Regions from separate parts of the Macaca mulatta genome. Here region 2 is linked to region 1. Evidence: chromatin contacts called from public Hi-C data. All regions are on one chromosome and are shown on one strand. Each heading gives the region's core, a stretch centred on a gene start, on an enhancer-like site or on the middle of the called end of the contact. The rest is flanking DNA. Distances are from core to core; before and after follow the strand shown.

Region 1 (6,757 bases), core at 1,613-4,112:
CTGGCACAGAGTAGGTAAGCAAAACCAAAAACTTATTTTAATAACAGTCATTATTAGTGGTGGTTAAGAACAGAAATGCTGGAGCCAAACTCCTTGGGTTTCCTAATTTCTACAACATGGACATTAACAGTACTGCTGAGTAAGTAGATAAGGCTGCTGAGTGGAATAAATGTCCTAAAATATGTAAAGCACTTAAGACAGTGCTTAATGCACAGTATGTACTCTGCATTATTATTTAGTATTATTATTAGACAATATTAATATTTTTATCATAAAATAATATATACTTTATTACATATTATAATAATGAAGCCATTTTATTCAACAATGAATTCCGTTACTGCAAGTGTTTTATCAAAGTCTTAAGTCAGGGATGGAAATTTCAGAAATGAATCAGAGTCTCAACTAAATTAATTTATTCACACATTCAACAAATATTTACTGAATACCCAATACCTACAAGGGGTAGCATACAGTGGCTAAGAATACCAATTTCTAAGCCAGTCTGTCTAGATATCATTCCCCACAAGATATCTTAGCAGCTGTCTGAACTTGGGCAAGTTACTTAACCATCATATGCCTAGTTTCCTCTTTTGTACAATGGAGATAACACAGGGTTACTGAGAGGACTCAATGAGTTAATGAGGGTAAAGTGCTTAGAACAGTATCTGATATTAATGCATCATCAGCAGATATAAAGATTAGCTATTTTTATTATGACTATGTGCCGGGCACTGTTCTACACACTGGGAATACAACAGACTGCTGACGAGGATCCTGATCTCAGGGAGCTTCTGTTCAGGGTTGGGGAGGAGACAGACAACAAACACATAACAATCAATGATAAGAACTAAAATCAGTGACAAGTGAAGAAAAAGCAGAATGAAGGTAGGAGTGACGAGGGAGTGCTGGTTTAAGCTAGGAAAGTTAAGGGAAAGGTCTCCCTTGAGAAGAAATATTCGAGAGTAGAACAAACCACATGGGTACCAGTGGGAAGAGCATTTTGGGCACGCAGCAAAGCAGAAGGGTCCTAAGAAGGAGGGTCTCAGGTATGTTAAGAGAAGAGCAAAGAGGCCAGGGTCATTAGAATGAAATACAGCAAGAAAAGGATGGCAGGAGATGAGGCTGGAGAGACAGCCAGATTTCTGATCATGCAGGGTCACAGGATTTTATTCAGAGACTGAAGGGGAGCAACTGCAAGGTATAAACACAGGAATGACAAAATCAGACTTGCATTTTAAATGACTCACTCTGGCAATGACCTCTAATGAATTAGTTTCCTGAATTTAATCATTCTAATAGTAATAGAGAAACATGTAAGAGTCTGGGAAATAGACACAATACATCGTGATGGCAGAATGCAGCATTTCTGACCGCCTAGAAGAGGCTGAACACTGGAGCCCGCTAAGAAGGGTGCTACAATCAAAAGAGCAAAATATTTACTGCAGGGGAGCCTTCTATTTGTGCCTGGCAGATTTCACATACAAAATGTTGGGAGGAAACGTTCAAAAAAGATTTGACAGTGGTTTGGAAATGTTGAAAACAAAGAGTGAGGAATTATGACTTCAGAAGGGAACGTGTGGGATACCAATAATGTCAGATCCCAGAGAGGAACGGTATACCAGAAGGAGACCAGGGTGGGTAAAGGGTGCTGTAGCATCTAGTATGACTGGTTCCCAGAAACTATCTGTCTATTATAAACAGATGTCCAAGAAACAATCCCTAGGTAAGGAATTCCATGATGAAAAGTTCAAATTTGAGAGAGATAAAATTGTTTGCATATGGCAATCTGTGTAGATCAGAGTGTGGAATTTCTCAGGGGAGAATAGAAAACTGGAGGAACAAAACCAGGAATTTGAGCTTACGCCTTATCACTGAGAGGAATGAGGAATGTCATTACCGTTCAATATGAAGATGTCTTCTGTAGCAATACAAATTTAAGTAGTAGGTTGTCAAATATTAAGCTTACCTAGACCCAACTGCAAAACTAAGGAGAAAGATAAAGGGAAAAAAAGAGAAAAGGGGCAAAAAAAGAAAGAAAAAAGTGTGTGTGATTAGGGGGTGACTAAGACGGAAAAAACAATTTAATGAGTCAAGAGTGCTTGGATTTCATCATAGCTTCATTTATGAAATTCTGGGTATCTTTTCAAGAAAGTTAAGTAATTTTTAGAAAAGCGATACTTTTCAAGAGACAATCTTGGCCTCGGCGAGGAAATGGTTATAACTAAAGATATGGAGCAATGAAGAAGAATTCAGAAAGAAACCAAATCTCTGGAAAAAGTGAGGCTTTTTTTTCATTGTAAAGGAACATAAATTTAGTCTCCAACCCACAATCCTCGCCTATCCTCCAACTCCCCAAATCCTGCAAAGCCCATAGAAAGTGGATAGTGTGCCAAAACAAACAGTGTGGCTGCAGCTGCGTGGATGAAGGGTGGGATGAGGTTCGAGTGGCAAGGGAGCATGACTGGCAGGCAACCGAATGGAATCACTTTAAAGCAGTACCACAAAATGGAGACTAAATGCTGTGAGGACCTCCAGAATTCAGAGAAAATGGGATATGCTTAGCAAAATCACAGAATAGATTCTCTACTCCAATTCCTTTCAAAAACCAGACAAACAAAAACAGGAAAAGAGAAAATGAAACAAAGCAAAACATACCTGCTCTCTTATCTGTCTTTAATTAAAGCATAAAATACCCTCCCTCTTCTCTTCTCCCAACCACCCAGGAACAGAAGAGCGAACTGGCAGCAGCTCAGGTGAAAGACTTCAGCCTTCCAGCTACAAAGAGGGGAGATAGCAGACAATGGAACTGGTGATTCATTACAAAAGAATACACTCCAGAGCGGCCTGCTGCCACATGGACTCACTGCACTATTTAAAGGAACAGCAACCCCCTTTCCAACCTCCCTTATTCCTAACACCTTCCCTCCTCTTGGTCCTGATGGAAAACAGATTTTGAAGAAAATGCCAGCAAAGCACTGAGCTGTCCAAGAAAGGGAGGGCTTTGTGTTCCACAGAAACTGGCAGTCTTATACCACAGTAGAGTACAAAAATTTTCTTTCACATCCATACTGTAAAATCCTTTCCTCTCTGCCTAGTCCACTTGCCCTTTCAACAATAGACAGTATAACTGAGTTTGAGTTTGGCTAAACATTTATTTTTTACTAATTAGTGTTGAAGTCATTTGCAATTTTGTTTTTCGAATTTTACACATAGTACAAGAATGATTTATCTTTCCTTCATATTCTACGTTGCTATTTTCATAAATATGAGATGCAATAATCTGGTCATTATGCCCAAAAATAAGAGATCTCAGTGAAATACTCCTACAACATATACATGAACAGCCGATAAAATTAATGTTTTATGTATCACATAAGCATGTCTATCTGCTATATTAGAATTTTGTGATTAAATTGCCATTTGCTTTTTAGCAGAGCACTGACTACTTACTATAAACGACAGAGCAGTTTTAATTAAAACAAAAACAGGCCCTATAAAAGTAGTAATAAAGTGCATATGTAGTAATAAAGTGCATACACTGTGCAAATACTGACAAGGATCTAATATGGTATGATGAAAAAGTCATCCACTGAAAGCCCTTTTCCGACAACTGAGCAATGGAAACTGGGGACTATAGAAATGGTATCATCTGAAGATGCAAAGAACCTAGGTAGCAAAACAGTGAAAACATATCCAAACATCTCTCTTACGTTGTAATAAACCATTTAACTTTGATAACCCAGCCGTAACCATCAGTATAGACATTCTATATTGAGAAAGCTTATGTGACAGGTCATTATCAAATGTTGGGATTGGATGTCTGGCTCAAACACAAACATACACACACACACATGCAGGCACAACACAACACAACACAACCACAGGACAAATGAAAGATTTGGCCCAGCTGGTTATTTCCTTTGAATTTTTCCCCCTAGATTACTAACAACTATGTACATTACATTAACACAGAAGGTATATACAACAAAACAAATAGGCTGGAATACTGAAAATTCTCAAATTTGATATTCTATCCTCTCCAGTTGTATAATTTCAGGATGGGCAAAAAACTCATAACTTTTCTTCAATATTTAGCACATCCTGATAAAACATGGTGATTTTATTATAAGAATTATTAGGCACCCCAGAATCTCTCTTTCCAGTTTCCATTTATTTCTTCTACTTCTTTCCTAAAATTATGGCTCCTTTAAATACTAATTATTACAACCACAATATTAAGTGTGCATAAGCATGTGCACTCTAACTTCATGCTCACACACACTACACTTACCAGCTCCTCTAGAAACTAAGGTGAAACGTTCCATGAGGCAAAACTCATTATACAAATTTCCATTTTAGATAATTCTTTCACTGGTTTAAAAAATACATAATGAAAAGTCAAAGCATTGAAAATCCTTCAGTAATTGCTAAGAAAGAAGAGAGCTGTTACCCTCTAATATTGCCAGTTAATAAAAATTGAATGAGGGCGCTAAGGTCAAGCAAGTATCATCTCCCAAGCAACAAAGAGAATCCAGAAACAGGATTTCTCTTTTATGTAAAATTTTTTTAAAAATATAAAGCAGTATTTCAAAAGAGGTAATTAGACTGATGATGAGGGGATAAGACATGGAAGAGAAATATTTCAAAAGCTTCTCTGCTTTTCCAAAAGAGGAAGGAGTTTGTTGAAATTTTCTAAACTCAGATTTGGTGAAAAATTACTTTGAAAAGATACATTTGAAACTTCTCTTTCCACCAGGTCACAATGGGAAAATCTCCCGACAGGTTTCCCTCCTTCCAAACAGCACTGCAGGGCATTATATAACTAAACAGGATTCCAGCTCCTAAAATGATGCCTCTATCCTGATAGCTAGCTGGTTCTCTCGCCCTCCGGTGGTGACTGGGAGAGGAAGAGAAGAGAGAATACAAAAAAAAGGGCAACCTCCTTAAAAGGAAAGCACTGTCCAGTGATGAAATTTCCCCACAGAGCATAGAAACCTGGAGTGAAACTGATCTTAAGTCTGAGACTAAAGGACTTGAATGTTCTATAGTGTAAATGATTTCTCATGGATAAATCAGAGCCTCATCATTTCCTCTCAACCTATACATAAAGGAAAAAGGGTAATAGGGCATACAGAAGGATGCTAACAAGAAAAATTGCCTTGCCAGGGAGAACTGTGGAAGAGCATTCACCTTTCCATTTGTCAGGAATGACTTGCTAAAATGCAGATGAGATATTGCCTGGCATAACCAAAGAGAGGCAGGGAGAAAGAGGGGAAAAGGAGGAGGAGAGAAAGGGGGATTGAGGGGGTCGGGGGAGAGAGTGAGGAGGAGTGGGAGAGAGAGAAGAGAGAAGAACGAGGGGAGAGAGAGGGAGGAGAGATATCTTCCATTTCCTACTCTCTCTCCTTCAAATGTATTTTAAAGCCTGTGTGATTGTGATGTATACATTCAGATTTGTTCTCCTGTCAAGGAGGGCTCTACCTGCCTCTGTTACACCTGAATGCTCCTACTGAAAATCTTTGCCAGTAACAAAGCCATGAAAATGAAACATTCTTTCCTAACCTTCATTTTTAATAAGCAGTTTAGAGTAACAGCAAAACTACAATTCCATAGCCAATCCTGAGAAACCAAAGTGAATAAGGAATCAGATTTCCCTACAACACAAATTCTTCTGAAATTCTTAAAAGGAATCCTGCTCCCCTCTTTTTGGCAGTCTACAAGAATCTCTTCCTACCTCTGCAGTCTTTCTCTCCCTCCCTCTTCTCAGAACCAAGACAAAGAGGTAGACAAATCCCCACAGGGTCTTTCCTGAGCTACAGCTGCACAGTACAGGAAACAGGAATCTGCTATGGAGTTGAGGGAGGGGGAAGAAAGGATACGGATACATAACACACACATAAGCGGACTCAACAGACACAGACTTTTCAGCTAATAACAATACATCTGGGCTGTTCTAAGAAGACAATAATAATTAAAACTCTTCTGACTATACTCCACCCTCAAACCTTTATTTAGATCCCAGAGAGGAGAAAAGAAACATACCGAGGAAGCACAAATCTTACCTGAGTTACCATTTTCTTTTTCTCCATAAACCAAACGGATAGATGATAAACCTTTCAAAGCAGCCGTGCTGGGGCACACCTCCACAGCTTTCTTTCCACCCCCCTCCCCCCCCAGTCTAGCTATTTAAGGGTGGGTAATTGATCTCCCTTTATACCGTTTTCCTTCCTTTTTCTTTCTAATGTTTCTTCCTTTCTTTTCTCTTCCTCTCTGGCAGTCTCTCCCCCTCCTTCTTTCTCCAGCTCCCTCCCATATCTCAGGCAGATGGCTGAAGGAAGCCCCACCCCTGAATGCCTAAGGTAATTAATCAGAGTAGAGCCCCACCTCTTCCTCCTCCCCCCACCCCCTCCCAGCAGGCTGACATCTCCCAACTCCAGAAGCAGGCCTGCTGGAGAATGGCAGTTTGGTGTGCGCTGTGCGCACGCGTGTGTGCCTGTGTGCGTGTGTGCGTGTGTGTGTGCGTGTGTGTGTGTGTGTGTGTGTGTGTGTGTGTGTGTGAGAGAGAGAAGGGGGGAGGAGGGAGGGAGGGAGAAAGAGGGAGGAGCAAGCGCCATGTGCTGGCATATTTTAAGGATGCGATGATGGAATTAATTATATAGCACTGGAAGCTTTCATAGCAGCTTACTATAGTTAATACAGATTTAAGAGATTCCAGCCACGAATGTCTAATAAATAAGAAATGAAACAAAATTAT
Region 2 (6,757 bases), core at 2,054-4,553, 96 kb before region 1:
CAGCCCTAGTTTACGTGTGTCAGCCCCAGGTTTGCTCCAGCTATTCACAAGCAGAATATAACACAAGAAAAACAATTCATATCCCTTAGGGAAAAAAAGAGGATCAATTCATCACTCGATATATAATACAGCCAAAATGAGCTGCCAAAACAAGCACACACACAAATACTGTGAACAGAAAAATACAAGAAAATGACTAAGCTGGGAGTCTTGACGGGTTATGGACATTGCTTAAAGCACTTATCAGTCCCCGGAAAAACCAAACCAAAACACATGTTTTAAAAATTCAAAAACTCATGTACCCCCTGGGAAACTGGTGTTGGTGACAAAGGGCAGGGGGTGGGGAGAGAAAAGAGAATCACTGTTCCCTTCTTGCTCGCCAGTGTGAGTGCAGTCCTCAGGTCGCTGGCATGGACGCAAGTGCCAGACAAGGAGGACCAAGTCCCTCTGCCGGTGGCCTCCTAAAAGGCAAGGCTTGAGTTTTGGCTGCTAAGCAGTTCTCTCCGTTACCAATCCCTGCCGACCAGCACTACCATGGCTGAATTGATCTACCGTTTTCCTGAGTAAACTGTAACTGGCTACAGTTTCGGTAACATGGAAAAGAACTCAGCTACCACAGCCAACTGCAACACTTCAGGAATCCCCTCCATCCCTGGGCTCCTCACTCCTAGTGCATCCGATCGAGGAATTTGACAACTTGCTGCAGTCTGGTCTGTAAGCCTTGTTTGCAAAGAAAGGTGCCAGGGACTCTACTACGCTCACCGAACCAGAGGGCACACGCTGGCTTAGGACACCCAGAGCCTACTTGGAAAGGGCCCTGTTTCATGCTCTAGCTCTTGGATGGCTATTGCCTGGCCGATCAGTAAAGCAAGTATGAAGGAAGTACACAGGAAAAGGAAAGGGAGGGAAGAGGCTTTTGGACAGTAACATTTCCAAAAAAATATAGTGTTTTATGCAACAGAGAATCAAGTTTCACTGTGTATACTACAAATGGTCAAACATTTTCAAGAGCATGACAAAATAAAAACACACAAATTTACGTCTGATGTTCACCTTGCCCACTATTTTTTTCCTATCTTAAAACAGTGCAAACAGGTAACTTATGCTTTTAAAACACCACGACCCCTTCCCCACCCCCCAAAGTCCCTTTCCTCCTAGTATCTGGGGGAAAAAATCTGCAATTCTGCAAATGTCACTGTGCTAGAGGGTTGCAAGCAGCAGAGAACTGGCTGAGCTTGGCAGAAGGGGAGGGCTCGCCAAAGCTTCCCCTTTTCCCTCCTTAAACATCTAAGCGCTTTCCAGTCTGTCCCTTGGTTGGCCTTGTTCTCCTGCCAGAGGGAAGGGGGCTCATCATGCCCTTCTTGCATATCCTTGGGGTTGCTTCCGTCCCTGTTTGGTATCAGTCTCCCTCATGTCTGGAAGCTATGTAACTAGTCACGGGATGGTAGTGATTAACACACTTCTCTGCTGGATCTCTAGTAAAGCATAATTCTAAGCTAAGAGCAGTTCAGCCCCTGAGGAGTCACACATTTGAGGAAAGGCTGCTATCGATGATTTCGATCGTCTAGATTTCCACTAGCTCCCCTCAGACTAAAAGTTGTGCCCCAGTCCACTTCTTTCTCAAAGAAAAAAAAAAATGTTGGCTCAATTCAGACTGTGGCTGTTGGAGGATGATGGTGGTAGTAGGTTTTGTGAAACCCGAGAGGCTGACAAATGGTGAATCACAACGGCTGATCTGAGTTAATGGAAATTGAACTAAGAGACACAAGGAATTCTGGAAAATGCCTTTGGGCAGCTCTCTGGGCTAAAAGAGGGACGTGGAGATAAAGGTTTTCACTAGAGGTCTCCTTTAAGGAGCCCAGCTTCCAAGAGTACAGAAAGTCCAGGTCATGAACTATAGTAAAGTTGAGAAAGAATCATGCATGTGATTCAGCATCGGTGAGTTTTCCGGAATTATCAGCCAGCATCCTCTAACAAACTCACGAAATGCCAGACTCCTCTGACTCTCTCAATACAGTGAGAACCAGAGTCAGGAACAGACAAGCAGTGCTGCTTTGAGCAACCTGCCTCTGGTGAAGTTGACTCTCAAAGTTCAAATGGTGATGGCGAGGTTGATGCTGTGACATCTAGATGCTTGTAAGAGCCCCAATTCTCAGTGTTGACACTTGAAAACCAAAGACCCTTTCATAAAAAGCAGAACTCCATCTATTCTTTCTTAGAAAAGGGAGCTGGAGGAAGCGGGGTCAAACACCATCCCTGGAAATGCAGCACAAACCACTGGAAAGCACAGAGCTTGCCTTTGGAGGCCTCAGCCAGAACCAGCTGAACTGAGATGCACTCAAGGTGCCTCAAGCTCAAGATTCTGCCTCTCTTAAAAGGTCTGTGGGAGCTGCCTTCTCTACCTTTCCTATTATCCTTACCTCCTTCTAGGAAAAAAGAAGAGAAAAACACTTAAACTCATTCTCCTATTCTCCCCTGCTAGGGATACAACCATTTAGAATTTGGCCTAGTCTCCATTGAGTACGTGGCTTGCCATCTTTTGGGAATGGCCCCTTTGTGATCATGACCTCAAACTTTTGTTTTTTCAGTCAGCTAAAGTTCTCCCTCAAAGCAAAAGCAAAAGCAAAATCCTCCCTGCCCCCATTCCCTAGAACTGTGAAAGCCCGCATCCCATTCCCCACTCCTCTAACTAAAATATTTATATACATACAACAAAAATTGTCTTAACAGCAACAAACCAAACTTTGGCTTGGGGTGGGGGGATCCTTAAAAATGCCCAATGGACTGGGCCGTTGGTGTCCCCTTAGTCTCCGTCCTCCTCCCCAGGATGAGTAATAATTGCATCGAGGCCTCTAGCTTCCTTGACATCACCCCTAGTTTCAGGCACAGCCTCTCTCCCAGTTATGAGGCGAGACAGGATTCCGAAGGGGGAGAGGATATGTATTCTACGCGACAGGCCAATGCCCTCTCAGACGCATCACTCTGCTTACAAAGAATGCTTGATGCTGTCGTAGGTCAGTCATTTTAATTCAGGGACATGAGTCAGTTATCAGTCAAGAACATGTGTGGAGGCAGGAGTTAAAAAACAAACCCAAAACAAACCCATAACAAACCAGAAGCTCCATGTCTCTGAATTACTCCCTTTAGCAGCTGTCCCTTGGGTGAAAGGTCACCCTAGTACCAATGTGAATAGACCAGGGAGCCAAAAAGACCGTGCTTTTCTATTTCCTAATGCCTTCATTTGGGAAATGCTGTAGGACACTTGCTTTGATCAGTTCTATCTAATAGCTAGAAGAGAAACTCTCTCTCCTACGTTGATAACACAGAAAATTACAGCCAGATGGCAACGGCAGTGACTCACTGCATGACTCTTCCTGGCGATACAGAAGACCCTTGCCATTTCAGACCCTCCTTCCAATATGGGAGGGCAGCAATCTCAGGGCCTCCGCGTTTTATGTCCTGTAGTGTTAATGTACACAAAGTGGTCCGGGTGCTCAGCTGGGTGTTTTTGGAGGACAGTGAGAAGCTTGGCAGGACAGCCACAGGGCTCAAGACTGTGGATAGAGAAGTGACTCATAAAGGCTCTGGAAGATGAAAATTCCTATGGCTTTGGAGCAAGTACAAAGTGCCTCTGCCTGCCCTTCCATGTCCTCATCACCAAAACTTCCAGGGACTGCTGACCTAGGACCTGGTACTCTATCTTTCCCCAGCAGATTCTTTATGCTGTTTTTTAAACTTTGTACTTTCTAAGGCAAGAAAAAAGTAAGAAATACCAGATCTTCTAATACTCCTTTTCTCTTCCTCACCCTCTTTAATGGCTGTGAACACTTTGTACTTCTAATCCTCAAGCGGTGCCCAGACATCTGGGGGAAATCTGGTCACTGGCTTATTCATCTTTCTGTCCCTGGGTCCTGAATTCCTGAATCTTATGGACATGAGAGCAGGATGTTAATAAAAGAATACATGAGCTAAGCTGTGGTTCAATTAAAGGAGAAGAAGCCCAGAAAGAATGCTAAGTTGCAGGAACAAAAAGAAATGATCTTTTTCATACTCCAGAGTTCACTCCGAGATCGGTTTCCTAATGAGGTGTTTATTATCCACAGTCTGAGAGCACGTTTGGAAATATCAATACTATAATTCCAAAAACGATGCCAACTGTCTCAGGCTGTGCGTGTAAGATGATTGTAAAAAGAATGGAGAAGACAGGAGGGAAGAGGAGAGGAAAGCGTCTTTTTAATTCTCCTGCTTTATAAGCACAAATTCCTATCTATCAGCATGTGGATTCCAGCCACAGCCAACCAGAACTGCCTGTCAAAAGACCAGAAACTCAGAAGACGAGAAGAACATCCTGTTGCGGAAAGATCTCTCCCACTTCTGCTTGTCCCCCAGCCATTCAGCACCAGGTACACTTTGGTAATTCTGTCTGCTGATTTCTGATCAGATGCATTGATCAGCTCCTAATCAATGCAGCTCTCCCTCCTTGACTGCCTCTTCCGTGATTGATAGAATAAGCTAAGCACGGACGTACAGACATGGAAATGCATTAATTTTTTTTTTTTTTTACCACAGTTTAAAAAAAAAAAGAAAAAAATGCACAATCTTTGGAACAAAAGAATTAAAGGCAGAAATTTAAAGGAAAAAATACATATTCAAAGAACATAGTGAGGTATAAAAAAGTATTCTTTCTTTTTTTGTGTTTTTTTTTTTTGTTTGTTTGTTTTTCCTCTTCATCTTGCTATAGAGTTCCTCTACTAGTAAATATTGCAATAGCCAGGCCTCATGAACTGGGGGGCTGTCCCATTTGCAGGGGTCTCACGTCACTTCAGTAGGGGGCAAATCGGCTGTAGCCACCTCGGTATAAACTCGCCTGCAGTAATTAAAGAGATAAAAATAATTAAAAGGTTGATGAGAGAAGCATTAACAGTGAAGAAAAATGTCCAGAGAGGGATTTGGAAACACAGCCTCCTTCAAAGCCTCAAAGCAACTGATCAAGCATTGCCTTGTGCAGTAAAGTCAGAAACCAACTTCTGCTTGTGAGGTGCTCACACCAGAGCCCAACACATTTACTGCTGACCTGATATTCTCAAAGAGAGTATGACAACATTTCATTTCATCATTTACATGAATTAGCACAGAAGGGAAACAATATACAGTTGAAAACTAGTTCTGCCAAGAGTGTGATTTTTAAAAGCACAGGTTTTTGTTTACCTTGATACAGCCTATAATCCTGGTGGAAAACACATCCCCAGTTTCCCCTTCTCACATATGACCCATCTGCAGTGCACGTTACTTCCGACACGATCCCTGCCATGTGCGGTCACAGCCCACGTTTGAGATGGTGCTGCATCTAAACCTGAGTCAGTCTTTAATAAAGTCTAGTTCCTCTATCATCCACAAAGCACACCAACTAGGCTGTTTCTTGACATATTCACATTTATATATCTAGTTGGGGTTTTAACTAGGCTTTATTCCATTATCAAATGACTTTATCTAATGGCTTATCTCTTTCAATTACAAGTTTCCCAGGAATGCATCTTTCTCAGGTCATTCTTTTAGCATAGGACTTATATCATTTTAGGACAAAATAAAACCTCAGGAACTTCCACCACTGCCTTTATATTGTACTGCTCTACTTCCCTTACAAACATACATTCCCTCAGGGCCCCTATTCCTTCCTTCCACAAATCTTCATCAGTAGAAATCTGGTGTGAGAAGTAACTTCCTCATATTCCTTTAGGTCTTACATTTTACACTTCATTCTGTCTCCTTTTCAAACAACTCTGCCATGTTCAGAGGCAGCTGCCCAGTTGCATTTTGAATTAGAGAGCAAGGCTGGCAGAGGTGTCACTGTGGAACGGCCTACCTTTGTTGCAGCCTGTGAGTCCTAATCACTGAAACTGGAGGCACCGAAGCCAACACAATAATGTTGCAGTGAGGTGGTTGGTCAGAAGAAATTATGCTAGTTCTACAGACTTCTTCGATACTTTATCAAAAACACTATATTTTGCCACAGTTGTTATCAATAATCAATGAAATATCCTATAAAGCGTTCACTTGGGAATTTCTAGTACTATCTACCAGAAGGCTCAGGAAGAGCAGAGACATCCTTTAGATTTGTATTTGAAACTTAGGTTTTTGAAAAGCTTACTGTGAATACTACAGCCTTATGCTCCATGCTCCTTTCCCAACACCGATAATGAAACGATGCCACAGGTATGCACTCAATATTTGAACCAATAGAAAACACTCGCCAGTTCCCCTATTACTCTCACAAATGATGCCACTGCTCGGGGCACACTATCAGTGGTCATTCCTTTCTGCTGCCCTTAACTAGGCCATGTGGCTCACATTACAATAACATACAAATAAAGAGGGTGCCATGAATAGATCTGTGTGGCTTTAATACCTTGATGGAGGATGAAAGGCTAAGTTTACTACCTCCCTAGATCTTCTGTAGTCTATGGGTAAAAGAAGGGGTAAAATGGTTTTATAAAACAATGGTGTATTATATACTTACCACAGCGCCAACTCCATAGCTAGCGGCAGGGGCAAGGGCATGGTAGGGGTCGGCTGTGTACACCCTGCCATAACTGGAAAGAAGAAACACAATCAGACAGATAAAGAAAAGTGTGTGATCTAAAAAAATTAAAGGGATTACTGTGCTAAAGACTTGTGAGTCACTTGGTCTTGGATTATCATAAGGAAACTGGAATTACAAGGAATAGGAAAAAACCTTTCTATTTCTACTCCCAAATGC

The links. Hi-C and Micro-C count contacts between places; a contact is called where the count stands out from the background.
Region 2: a Hi-C map of fibroblasts shows a contact between it and region 1, with 4 times the contacts expected there. The contact joins two enhancer-like sites. A contact is called at or near these places in 2 of 14 Hi-C or Micro-C datasets (fibroblasts and liver).

What each region holds. Positions count from the first base shown.
Region 1 is chr10:15,694,791-15,701,547 of T2T-MMU8v2.0, reverse strand. The region is part of intron 2 of RBFOX2 (RNA binding fox-1 homolog 2); the gene reads right to left. Among named protein-coding and RNA genes, the nearest start is that of APOL5, 130 kb to the left of the region's middle. Within about 2 kb of position 2,862, at least 11 of the 40 cell types and tissues checked have an H3K27ac peak or open chromatin away from gene starts, as enhancers often do.
Region 2 is chr10:15,791,372-15,798,128 of T2T-MMU8v2.0, reverse strand. RBFOX2 (RNA binding fox-1 homolog 2) reads right to left here. Exons shown (of 14, transcript NM_001261516.1): 13 at 6,518-6,590; 14 at 1-4,867. The coding sequence ends at 4,823. Among named protein-coding and RNA genes, the nearest start is that of APOL5, 32 kb to the left of the region's middle. Within about 2 kb of position 3,303, at least 2 of the 40 cell types and tissues checked have an H3K27ac peak or open chromatin away from gene starts, as enhancers often do.